Regions from separate parts of the Astyanax mexicanus genome. Here region 1 is linked to region 2. A link is a contact called in public Hi-C data. All regions are on one chromosome and are shown on one strand. Each heading gives the region's core, a stretch centred on a gene start, on an enhancer-like site or on the middle of the called end of the contact. The rest is flanking DNA. Distances are from core to core; before and after follow the strand shown. Region 1 overlaps LOC103046694 (A-kinase anchor protein 2). Region 2 has its middle 31 kb from the start of LOC103046694.

The links. A called contact is a pair of places that touch in the nucleus more often than the background predicts.
Region 1: a Hi-C map of muscle shows a contact between it and region 2, with 19 times the contacts expected there. The contact joins two enhancer-like sites. A contact is called at or near these places in 2 of 3 Hi-C or Micro-C datasets (both in muscle).

Annotation. Positions count from the first base shown.
Region 1 is chr20:25,565,904-25,573,025 of AstMex3_surface, reverse strand. All of the region lies in intron 3 of LOC103046694 (A-kinase anchor protein 2), which reads right to left. Among protein-coding and RNA genes, the nearest start is that of LOC103046694, 48 kb to the right of the region's middle. Within about 2 kb of position 4,690, the one cell type or tissue checked has an H3K27ac peak away from gene starts, as active enhancers do.
Region 2 is chr20:25,486,605-25,493,613 of AstMex3_surface, reverse strand. No RefSeq gene overlaps it. Among protein-coding and RNA genes, the nearest start is that of LOC103046694, 31 kb to the left of the region's middle. Within about 2 kb of position 5,288, the one cell type or tissue checked has an H3K27ac peak away from gene starts, as active enhancers do.

The DNA.
Region 1 (7,122 bases), core at 3,441-5,940, 80 kb before region 2:
TTCTTTTTTTGATGGATTCCTTGGGTCAATACCAACAACTTTCCAATTTGGACCATGCACTTCCGTCTATATAGATTTTGTGCTAATTTGCATAATATGCAAAACCTACTTTTGCAAACTAGTCCTAGGAATTTTGACCAATCCTGGCATGTTTGGTATCAAAACACTCGTGAGAGCATGCGCTTCAATATTAATTAAGAAAAAGTTGAAATATGTGAACAATATGGCCGCCATATGCAAATTAGTCCTTCCGGATATATGCCCCATTCACTTCAAGAGGTAAATTTGGAACACTGTTTCTCAGCAACCGTGCAACCTAGCAAGTTGAAACTTTGCATGCAGAATCTATCATACAGCCTCTAAAGGATGTTCAAAGGGCAACTTAATCAATCAACATGGCTGAACACCATCAGCCAATCAGCATTCAGCAGACATTTTGGCAGGCTGAATGTTGCCCAATCTGGATGATATTTGGCAGTTATGTTCAGGTGGAGACACTGTAGTGACCTGCAAAGTGCTGAAACAATCCACCCACTGGGGGGCGCTGTTCCAAAAAGACGAGTATATGTCAATCATGCTGTACTATTTTGACATCTAATTGTTTTTGCCATATTTAGTACAGTGGCTCTGACAAATTTCTCAATACAACTATGTTTAAAAAGTGCTTTGTTCATTCATAATTGCTAATTGTTTGAAAATAGCTATATTGAAACTACTCTCTGGATATTTGGCCTATCACCTCCATTTCAGTCTTGCTGCACACTGTAGAGTCTCTAGGTAAATGTTCATTAAAAACATTTGTGAAAATTTCACATACAATACTCTCCAGGCATCAAGCAATCTGTGCGTCCTTGGAATTTCTAACCTAAATTGCTGTAACTCTGCAGTATTTGCTGTAATCTCACAATGTTAAAGACCTCTGTACAATATCACTCTGATGAAGCGCCATTTAATACAGAACTAGATTAAGAATAACTTGACATTACATGTCATATCAGAACATTCACTCCTTTGTGCCTCTTCTCAACATTAATAACAGGTGAAAGACTTTTGATAATTTCTAATTGTGACAGAGTGTCTCCAATTGTGTTAGACCTTCTTACACATCACCATCCTATGCTCTAGTAGGCACCATTGTGCTAGTTGGTGCTTGATGAAGCGCCATTTAATTCAGAACTAGATTTATAATAACTTCGTTATTACATGTCATATCAGAACATTCACTCCTTTGTGTTAATTTAAACTTGTTTGGTCAAACATTTCAGCTTGTTCTGCAAAGGTTCAAAGGTCAATCTGAATACCACTTTGTGAACATTCTGGTTGAAGCCACCTGATCAATACCAATAACATGTAGACACCTTTTGACTAGTTCTAAATCACTTAATGAATATCCTACAAAGTTCACTAGATTTACATGTGAATTTAAGCACTGATCAGGTTGAAAGGCCTCTGCTCAACATTAATAACAGGTGAAAAACTTGATAATTTCTAAATGTGACAGGGCATCTCCAATCATATTAGACCTTCTTACACATCACCATTCAATGCTCCAGTAGGCACCATTGTGCAAGTTGGTGCTTGAACCCGATGATTGCCGCTTGCGGCTATATTTATTATTATTATTATTATTATTATTATTATTATTATTATTATTATTAAAAAAAAATAATATATAAATATATAATATATAAATATATAAATAGCTCTTCATCAAACAAAACAAACATTGTTTATAGCAAAAACTGTGTTTTAATAATTGGTTGATTATAAAGAGTTTTATTAGTTTTGGTAATTTGATCCTCTATTTTCAGCAGAAGCTCTTTCACTCCATCTAGTGGTGGACTGCGGTTAGTGCAGCAAGATCTGAATATGAGAATCCAGTGAGTAATAAATATATAAATATCAGTAGAAATATCAGTAACATATACTGATCAGGTGCAGAAGAGAGTAAACCGTTAAAAAGTAGTCTGTAGTGATTATATTTTGGGAAATAACTAATAAACCCTCATTTTAAATAAAGCTATCAGTTATCTTTAGTGACACGCCCCCAAGTGAAACTCAAAATTTCCTATTTGGGAATTCTAGTGATGGAAAGACATGAATTTATATTTATGAAATGATCATTTCAATTACTGTAGTAAATAGTAATATTAAAACAATGTTATAACAATTCTCCTTTTTCTTATTTGTATAAATAAAGCACCAGATATTTAACACTGAGAATTAAAATTATATTTCAAATGTTAATGCATACATTTACAAATTATTTATATTTTTACTACACAAATAAAAAGTGTTACAAAACAGCAGATTAAAAAAAAAAAAGCTGAGGTAAAAAAAAAATACTTTTAATACATTTTTAAATATTTTCTGAAGTCTTCTTCTCATAACTAAACACTGGTCACTATAATACAGGCTTTGTTGGAGTCTCTGGCTCCAGATTGATCTAACTGTGCACCGTCAGGGCGGCCGTGGTGTCGTGGTGGTACTGACAGGGCCGGTGCAGTCAGAGCGGCTGAATCTGTGATTCATGACCTGCAGAAAAATAAAGGAGACGCAGGAAAAGCACTCAATCAGAGCACTGTGCATCTCTCTGCCCCACTGTAAACGGGACACAGCCGCTCATTCACAGCCTGTGTGAGGATGAATTGTGCGCTGCTGAAGGCCGGGATTGTGCAGGGCTGATTCTGAGGGGATCAGACACATGCTGTATATTATCTTTAATAACTGCTAAAGCAGCACTTCCTACAGCACAGCCTGCGCTCTGTAACTGTGCTGTAACTGTGCTGTAGAGGCCTCGAGTTGACCTGGACCTGGAGCAAAAGTCATTGGCTTCTGAGTACTGCATTGAGTATTGTTATACTATTAGTACTGTATTACTATATGGAGGGCCAAAGTTAAACATAAATAAAAAAATAAAAATGTAAGTATATCACTTAATAAAAGTAATATGGTGATTAAAACGGTAAAAAATAATTCTTATATATATATATATATATATATATATATATATATATTTATGGTTTATTTATTAACATTGTTCTTGTTCTTTGATTCATTTGTATATTTATTTACAATTTTATTTATTTTAAAGAGAGGCATCATCAGAATGGCATCATTGCTGGACAGCTCCTTCATTATCATATAAGGACAAGAAAAACTGAAATAAATAAATTGTGAAATAAATGAATGCAGAAATAAATAGTTATATAAATAAATATGCAAATGAATTAAAGAAAAATAAACAAAACAAAAATTTAAAAAATTAAGATATTTATTTTTATGTATATGTATTTATTTTTATATTAATTACAATTAATCTTTACTGTTTCAATTACCATTTCACGTGCATTTTACGTACATTTTTTTATTTACTTATTTTTAAGTTTTTGCATCTCAAAAAGTTAGACTCTCATTGAAAAGTTACTTTATTATAGTAATTCAGTTCAAAATGTAAAATTCATATTATATAGATGTATTTCACACAGAATGATCTATTTAAGCATTTTTTTTATTTCTTTTATTGTTGCTGATTATGATTTTCTCAGAAAATTTGAATAGTATATAAGACCAATTGGTACTTTTGGCAGTGTGGGCAGTGTGCCAAGTCCTGCTGGAAAATGAAATCCGCATCTCCACAAAAGTTTTTGGCAGAGGGAAGCATGAAGTGCTGTAAGATTTTGTGGGAAAACAAAACTGCACTGAATTTAGACTTATTTAATATTTGATATAACACAGTGGATCAACACCAGCAGATCATATGTCTCTCCAAACCATCACTGATTGTAGAAACTTCACACTAGACCTCAAGGAGTTTGGACTGTGTGTCTCTCCACTCTTCCTCCAGACTCTGCTCCCTTGATTTCCAAATGAAATGTAAAATTTACTGATCAGTGATGGTTTGGAGAGACATGTCATCTGAAGGTGTTGATCCACTGTGTTTATCCAATATTTAATATTTAAGTCAGTGCAATATTTTCCCTCAAAATCTTACAGCATGTCATGCTTCCCTAGGCTGACAACTTTCATGAAGATGCGGATTTCATTTTCCAGCAGGACTTGGCACACTGCCCACACAATTGGTCTTATATTATATTCTAATTTTCTGAGACACTGACTTTTGGGTTTTCATTGGCTGTAATCCACAATCATCAACAACAAAAGAAATAAACGCTTAAAATAGATCACTCTGTGTGTATTACATCTATATAATACTGTATATGATTATCACATTTTGAACAGAATTACTGAAGTAAAGTAACCTTTCAATGATATTCTATTTTTTTTTTGATGGACCTGTATTTTAAACCCTAATATCTATTCTTCTTCTTAGTAATGAATGGTAATGGTTTTTGACACTCACTTAATTAAACGTTAATAATTTCCAGTTATTACATTGTTTGTCCACTAGGGGCTCTCTAGTTAAAGTCCACCCCAAGCTGCAGAAGAATAGCTGAGCTTTGCTCTGAGCTGGCAGTCAGATACAGCATGTGCTCCATGTGTTCCTGCCATTTGGTCATGAGCTCATATCCTAGTGGGCGTCGCTCGCCCCTGTACGAAGACTCTCGTAGCCTTTGATCACAGTGGCCTTTTCTTTTTCCACAGAACAGGCAGAGAAGCAGAGGTCATCTTCTGCTGGACCCATCTGGCTGTGGAGGGTCCATGACCTCATGCAGTCTCCATTGCCACTCTCGCTTCCTGATCCACTTCTCCCACTTCCTGTCTGCTGCGACATTAGTTCCAGTTGGCTCTGATTAGCGAGAGTAGGCACTGGGAAAAAGGCCTCCCCCGTATTATGTCATCATCTGGAGCTTTTGGGATTTTAAAAGAAAGAGAGAGCTTTTTTGCTCCTTCTATATACAAACGGTCAAAGGTTAAATGGGGCCAGGATGTTGTGGAATGTTGTTTCATTAGCTGTTGTATTCACTAGCTCTGCGTAGCCGGAAAAAATAAGGACAAGGGGTCAGGTTTCATAGAACAAATAGAGGGACAATAAAGTTTCAGCTTTGACAAAGAACTTCAATTAACTGTGTGGAGCCTGAAAGTAAGGAGACAGTTGGAGTGGAAAAGGTTTGGGTCAAATACATGCTGTGCAACGATTTTAAAGATCACTTTTGGTCTTCACTACCGGCCCTTGGACAGGGCAGTCTGTATTATTTTGTTTCTAAACTGAAAGCAGAAGCATTTCAAGTAATTTTGAGATTTTAATGGCATTACTGAGGCAAATGTATGATTAAATTGCACTGCTGAGGAAGCTAGCTAGCTAAATATGTGACTAGAGTACCACAGCTGAAATAAATTCAGGATTAAAATAGCACTGATAAGGGTAATAGCATTGTGCTTTGTTGGTTTGTCTGCTGGGATATTAAGATAATGATAATGATTATGAAAAAATACTTGTCATTTATATATTTGTAGGGAACAGGGTGAAAGGCTGCTATGATCAAGCAATGACAAAAAAAAGAGTTTCCTCTACCTTCAAATTCAAATTTTACAGAATTCTAGTTCCAGTGTAACTCTAGAGTAGCAGAACCTCTACCCCAATTCCACACAGAAACTGGTCTAAGATCATTAGCCGACAGAGCATTAACCACAGGAACATTAGCACAAGAACCAGCCTCCATTCCCACGACAGTATAGAGACAGGCACGTTTCCAAACACTGCTATCCCTGGCCTGGATCAAACATGGCTTTGGGGATAATTTCCAGGACTTTCATTAAGGGGAGAGACAGAAATAATTATTGGCAGAAAGGCTCGAGTAATCCAGCATAAGCAGGCAGAGCTTTTTATCACACAAGACGCCATGATGGGCCCAATAACCCGCTAAAAATACACTAGCTGAAGCCAAGTCAGTGTCAGGAAAATAATGCTAATGTTAATATGTGCGGCGTCATCAAACACAGCAAATCTGGATCTTTAGTTCTAAGAATTATGAGTCACTACTCACAATTCACAATGTGAAAAGAGGCTGGAGGCTCTTTAAAGCAGGACAAATCCGAAAAACAAAAACAAATTCCACATTTATTACACAGCAGTAACCTCTCCCATCAGCCTGGGAGCTTCAAAACACAACCAGAGTCATTTACAGCCCTGAAACATACCTTACCCAAACCCAGACCACGCGTATACGAGTAGCAGAAACAGTTACTGTAAACACTCTGATATAATGTTTATTGATAATGGCTTTTTAAACGCTCACTACCTTTCACTTCTGCTTTAATGGTAGAGATACAGGTTTTAGGTATCATATTAAACTATTAAACACTCAACGTTTCCATATTTGGTATTCATGTCACACAGTAGTGTACACAGAGAGTCTGTCTGAAAGATAAACAGTGGCGGCCAAGGGGGTCCTGAAAGGGTCCAGGTGTTTAATTTAACGTTGTTTTTGCTAGAGTGTCATGGACTGAGGTAGAAGGGACAGAAATACCTGCAGGTTTTAGCTTTTTAAAATTAAGAAAACAGCAAATAATACAATAACAAAACAAATAGACGATACTAAGCAAACTAAACTGACAAGACTAAAGATAACAAAACTAGAAACAGAGAAGAAGAAACCAAAAGAACTGCGACCAAACTGAGCACAAAAAAAAACACACACACAAACCTGACTAAAGAAAATACTAAGCATACAAAACGATCCCCGGTATATAAGGCACACAAAAGACTCCACGAGAAACACTGAAACAGAGGGGTTTAAATAAACGAGGAGGATGAGGAACACCTGGGAGCAGTAAACAAGGGGGCGGGTTTACAAACAAGACACAAGGTGACAACACCAATGGTTAAGGCAGAGACAGAACAATAATAAAACAAGGCCATGGGATTAAAAAAGCACATAGACACACACAGGCTAAGGTGTGACATAGAGAGCTTCTTGAAATTTAGATTTCTTGACACTGGCTAGATGTCTGAATGTGTTTTTAACCATAAGTCATTACTGAAGGCTTTGAACCTGAATAATAAAGTTTCTGATACTGACCAGAATAAAATGAACAGAACAGTGGCTGTAACAGAAAGAGTTCCTCACATTTCTCTTCTTACAGTTTTAGTTTCTTGTATATACTTGAGACACTAATTATTGCAGACACTAATTATTGGCAGGACTTTTGAGACATTAA
Region 2 (7,009 bases), core at 4,039-6,538:
GCATCAGTCCAGTTCTGTTACTTTGAAAATATTTCGGTATGTTTTGACATTATAGTTAAAAACACACTGAGACTCCTGAGTGGCACAACTGTATAAGTGTTGACCCAATTCAAGATCACAAGTTGGTTCTATTGAGATCCCATCCAAAATACTTAATAAATAATAAACAAAATAATATATAATAACTAACAAAATCAGTAAAATCAGTAGTCAGAATCTCTATCAGAATCTCCATTTTCCTAAATACAGGTATTACTGTTCTAAATAAGGCTGTATAATATGGTGCAAGCATGCTACAGGACTTTCTGAACTGTTTCTGGTGGTGATTTATTAGCATGCATAGCAGCAGGAGTGTGTGTGTGTGTGTGTGAGTGTGTGAGTATTTGCATGCTGGCATCTTAGTGCAGGTGGTGGAGCACCAGCTGTCACCTGTCACCTCAACTGCCCAATCAGAGCACAGAGCATTCAGATTCACAGCCTCTGAAAGAACGCTAAGGGCAACAAGTTGCATGCTGGCAAATAAACAAAAAAATACCTTTCAACCTCTGAGCCCCCCATGGATAGCTGACTGTAATTGAGATCCTTTTTTTAAATCAGTGTTTAAATAAGATTTATGTGTTGAACATATAAGGTCGCTAGCCTTTTGGTAAACACACAAACAAAAATGCTAGGCTAATGCTAGGTTAGCTATGCTAATGTTAGTATCTTTACAATGTACAGCTCATATCTTTCAGCTGGAAAAAAAAGCCAATTTTTGAAGAGATAGCAAATAAGACTGATACTAAACTGATGTCAATAATTTATTCAATTAAATATATGTGAGTCGAGTACAGACTAAAAAGGACTTAAACATGCCGTTTTTTTTAGCTCTGTATATTGCAGTGCTCATCAGTGCTGGGTAGAAGGTGTTTAGGTTATGGGCCTAACACTAGAGGCAACATTGAAATATATTATGACTTAAAATAATTAAAATAATACAAATAATATTAGTCTTGTTTCTGTATAAAGTATTTAGTCTTTGTGTTGCCAAAAATGTAGTGCATGCTTAGAAGTTGGATCAGTAAATGGATATGCCATGTCTGCCCAATATTCGATAAGTAAATTGCATCAATATCAGACTCAATTATGATTTAAGACTGGATTGGTATAATTACATTTGCGTTCAGGCATTTCTGGTTTATGTTGTGACCAATCAGCTGTGTGGGGAAGTAGTTGGACCAGTGGTTGATGTAGATTAAAATACATGGCAGCACTTAAACAGACACATTTAAAAGCATTAAAAAAATTCAAATTAACAATAATCTGGCCAGATGAATTTTTGGCCATTTAAAAAGGGAAACCTTTTTTTTTCTGAGAAAAAGTAGCCATAAGGTTACATTATTACGTGTTAACATCCTTTTTTATCAGTGTTTAATTATTAATTATTATTAAGATTATGTGTTGATCATATAAAGACGCTCCTTTTTTTGTTAAACGAAAAAAAAAATGCCAATGCTAGGTTAGCTAAGCTAACGTTACTGTCTTTCCTAGTATATTTCAGCTGGAAAACAGCCAGACTGTAAAAAAGACAAAAAACGTATATTAAACTGATGTTAAGCATGGTCAACAAGTTGTTTTGAACACTTGAACACTTTTTCATTTAATTTTTGTGAGTCGAATATAGACTAAAAATGAACTTAAACATGCAGTTCTTCTGTTGCTCGGGCTGTTGTTGCTGCTGAACAAAATCTTACCGTTAGAAGAACCACTGCAATTTACTTAAATTACTTAAAATACTTTGAATTATTTGAAATATATGTCATTGTTCTTTATACATTTTTTATTCTTTACACTTTTTCGCTGCCAAATATTCGGTGCATCCTGAAAAGTTGGATCAATAAACTGATATGCACATTTTAGTTCAGGCATTTCGGGTTTAGGTTGTGACCAATCAGCTGTGTTGGGAAGTAGTTGGACCAGTGGTTGATGTAGATGAAAATACCAATAGTAGACCTATAGTGGTGGTAAGAGGGCAGGGCTTACAGAGACACATTTAAAGGCATTAAAAACTAACAATAATCCAGCCAGATGTGTTTTTCACAATTTAAAAGAGGACTTTTTTGAGAAAAACTGACCATAAGGTTTCATTATTATTTGGTAACATTGGCTTTCCATAGCATTAGCTGTTGCTCCGGTGCTCCAGGAAATCAAACTTCCTACACCAAACAAGTGTTAGATGACTAACTGTGACTGGGCTAAGGGAAAAAAAATAGTAAAATATGTTTTTTCTTTGCTGAATCATTGCTTTTAGAACATGGAAAAAAAATAAGAAACCACTTCAGTTTCTGAATCAGTTTCTTTAATTTTGCTATTTATAGGTATATGTTTAAGTAAAATGAATATTGTTGTTTTTTTATTCTATAAACTACGGACAACATTTCTCCCAAATTCCAAATAAAACTATAGTCTTTAAGAGCATTTATGTGCAGAAAATGAGAAATGGCTGAAATAACAAAAAATATGAAAAGTTCATATTCATAAAGTTTTAAGAAAGGAATTTTTCAGAAGTCAATATTTGGTGGAATAATACTGGTTTTTAATCACAGTTGATTTTCATGCATCTTGGCTTGTTCTCCTCCACCAGTCTTACACACTGCTTTTGGATAACTTTATGCCTTTACTCCTGGTGCAAAAATTCAAGCAGTTCAGTTTGGTTTGATGGATTGTGATCATCCATCTTCCTCTTCTAGGTTTTTAATTTGGTAAAATCAAAGAAACTCATAATTTTAAAGTGTTCTCTTATTTTTTTCTTGCTCTCTTACTGTTTAGGAAATTAGCTTCTGTAGCAAAGCAAAGCTCATTTAAAAACGATATCCTTTAGACACCTGCCACACATTTGACTACTCTTAGGGGACACATCCAAGGTCACAGTTAGCGTAAGTGCTAAGGCACTGTGCATTCCTTTGTGTCACGCACTTGAACGTTGAGATTATGGCAGCATTTGGTGTAACGTTATCACTGCCTGGAAGTACTTCAAGTAAGGCTTTTTTTAAGGCGTCTACTCGTCCTTAATCTTCTGGTAGGTGTTGTGGTTTTAAGACAGCCTCACCATCTGGAACTCGTCACTGGTGGTTTTACAAAATCATGAGCTGTGGAAATTTTCGCAGATGGTTTAAATGAATACATCTGTACATAGTAGCATAATAAATTAATATAGATCATTTCACTGTAGACAATATATGTCTTAAACGTTTCTAGAAGTCTACAGCAGTAATTATTAAATTCTAGGAAGAGCACAAATTTGCTCTATTCTTCTATTTTGCCAGTAGGGTTGGATAAAGAATATGGATTATCTACTGGAGGTCCCTGAGGACTGGTGGGCTAAAGAGGTACAAATCCCACCAGTACTGGACTGTGGAGATGTGGATCTGGATTCTTTGGAGTGACAAAGCTCAACTGAAACAATTTCTGAAATGGACTTTCTCTCATTTGTGGACCAGAACTAATCATTCAACTTTGGTACATTGCCTCATTAATGCTTTGTAGATGAATGCAATCAATTTCTCACAAAAATGTTGATGGCTAATACACTAAAAATGCTGTAGCAATATTGAACGAGGTCAATAGCCAGCCAGCTAACATGATTATAGTGATTTTGGATGGACGAGCTTGGTCCTCAGCATGCTAACACCACCATAGCAATGTTGGATGAGGCCTGCAACCATCATGCTAACCTAGCTGTAGTGATGTTGGACAAGGCACATACCACTCTGGAAAAAATAAATATATGTATATACAGCTCTGGAAAAATAATAAGGGACCACTTTAAAATTACAAGTTTCTTTGATTTTACCAAATTGAAAACCTCTGAAATATAATCAAGAGGAAGATGGATGATCACAAGACATCAAACCAAACTGAACTGCTTGAATTTTTGTACCAGGAGTGGCATAAAGTTATCCAAAAGCAGTGTGTAAGAATGGTGGAGGCGCACATGCCAAGATGCATGAAAACTGATTAAAAACCAGATATTGATTTCGAAACTTTATGGACATGAACTTGTTTTTTTTTGCATTATTTGAGGTCTGAAAGCTCTGCATCTTTTTTTGTTATTTCAGCCATTTATCATTTTCTGTGAATAAATGCTCTAAATGGCAATATTTTTATTTGGAATTTGGGAGAAATGTTGTCCGTATTTTATAGAATAAAACAACAATGTTCATTTTACTCAAACATAAACCTATAAATAGCAAAATCAGAGACTGAAGTGGTCTCTTAATTTTTTCCAGAGCTGTAGGTGGTGTTTTAAACCGCTGTAGTGCAAATCCTGGTTCTAATAACGCAACACAGCAAACAGAAAAAGAAACCATAACCAGTTTTCTGCAGCCATAGGAACATATTCAGCTCTCTGAAAGAAAAGATACCATCGATTTCAGAGGAAACATTTGAAAAAACACATGTTTTTGACCTTCTGCACACTGATATATCAATGTTGGTACATTCATTTTTCCTTTGAGTCCAATAATACAAGGCATTCTTTCTAAAGTACGGCATGACATGACCTACAAAGTCTAACACACAGCATGCAACCATCAATTATCTTTTTTTTTTAGCTTTGATTTCAATTTTTTAAATGATGCTGGATCATCAGAATCAGGCTCAGAATCAGTTTTTCACTGATTTTGCTATTTATAGATATAAGTTTGAGTAAATGAATATTGTTGTTTTGTTCTATAAACTACCAACAACATTTTTCCCAAATTCCAAATAAAAATATTTAGAGCATTTAGAGAATTTATTTGCAGAAAATGAGAAATGGCTGAAAAAAAACAACCAAAAAAAAAAAAAGATGCAGAGCTTTCAGACCTCAAACAACGCAAAGAAAACAAGTTCATATTCATAAAGTTTTAAGAGTTCAAATCAATATTTGGTGGAATAACCCTGGTTTTTATCACAGTTTTCATGCATCTTGACATGTTCTCCTCCACCAGTCTTACACACTGCTTTTGGATAATTTTATGCCTTTACTCCTGGTGCAAAATTTAACGCAGTTCAGCTTGGTTTGATGGATTGTGATCATCCATCTTCCTCTTGATTATATTCCTCTTGTCTATATTCCAACAGGCCCCAAAGTGGGCCCAAGCAACAAGATGAGCTGTAGCTACATTTAAAGTTAGCCGCTGCTCACACGTTAGCGATTATTAGCCGCTGTCTCTGATATCCAGAGCGCTACACGATCCCACAACATTCCTAAAGGGCCTCACGTTGTCACGCAGGTCACCCACACATAGTTTCCCCACAGAAAACGACCCAGCGTGAGCAGCGGTCGCAACAAGGATCAGTTAACAGTATCATTGCCGGCCGTGTACATTACCTTTCACTATTAGCCAGCTGGATTCAGCACTCGCACGGCTGTTTTTCTTCCCTGTCTCAAAAGACAAAGGCGCCCACTTACTCGTATCCCACACTGCACCGCATTCACTCCACCAGCAAGTGGTAAAGCATGGCTGTGAGTGACAAGGCTAACGGAGAGTGAGCAGATATGACTGGCTGATAAATACAATGTTAGCTTTGTTAGCCTGTCGTTTGGGAATTCTCCTTTGACTTGTTTAGGCAGCGGGTGAATATCCCTCTTGCTGTCACCTCATCTGAGGCCTTGTTCAAGGTCACTAGAGGCCTGTTACAACTTCCACTACTAAAGCTTCACAACACTGGTCACTGTTTAACAGGCTCTGAGTCAACAAACGTAGCGGCTAGGTGCTAACCTGGCAGAGCAGCCCCTTCTTTTATTTAGCTTTTTTAAAGCAACAGTCTGTAAGTTATTTAGATATTTAGAGACCCCTCTGGTGAGAATGTGTAATTGCACACAGCATGTGGAAGGGAGGCTGAGCATTAGCACAGTGACACTTTCATGTTGGTGAACCTGATGCTTTTTATTGATTGAGGTTTGCACTCAACATGGCTAATCAGGATCAGGACATCGGATCACAAATTACAAGATCTTTCACCAGGAGGTACCCTGGGATGAATTGGCGTGCTCTTGAAATACATGTTTTATGAAAGCATACAGAAAAACATTGTTGTGAAATCTTAAAGAAAAATCGACTGTGCAAGACACAAGTTAAACGAGTTGTTCGTGTGCAGATTTGCAATGAACGCAAACTTCACCATCAGCTTGTTTTTTAACTCATGTTTTGCGGTCACATTGGCCGTAGCTAATCGCTGTACTAACTTCTAGTCACAACACTTTTCACACTACCGAATTTAGATTCACTAAAAGGTCCAGATATCAACTGTTACAATTTCCACTACTAAAGTCTACAGGGAGATCAGTTCACAACACTGTGGTCACTGTTTAACAGGCTCTGAGTCAACAAACATAGCGGCTAGGTGCTAACCTGGCAGAGCAGCCCTTTCTTTTATTTAGCTTTTTTTAAAGCAACAGTCTGTAAGTTATGGGGAATTTAGGGGATTTAGAGACCCCTGTGGTGAGAATGATAAATCTCATATTTAACAATATGATGTCTATAAATTCATAAAAATCATAGCCGTAGTGTCATGTACAAGACCTACGAAACTACAAAGTTTAAACAACTACTTTCTACGCTAAGCCATTTTTGAGTTACTGAATACTGCAATAACTGTAATAATAATGCAATAACAATAGTAAATAAACAGTAATAAAATGTTAATACAGTGTGATAACCCAACAGAAATAAACAATAATAAACAATATAATAACACTGCAACACCATGCAATAACTACAATATAATAGTATAATAAAATAGTGATAATGCAATAACACAGTGATAACAACCTTGTAATTACATTATAATAACAAAGTAATAACGCTAAGAATAAAAAAAACACTTCATGGTAGTTGCAACATAATAACAACATTGTTATAACATGGTAATAATACAAATATGTTATATTTGACACCACAATAGTAATTACATGTAATAGTAATAGCAGTAATTGCCTAGCAACAACCTAGCAACCAACAGGGATACAATAGATGCAAGGACA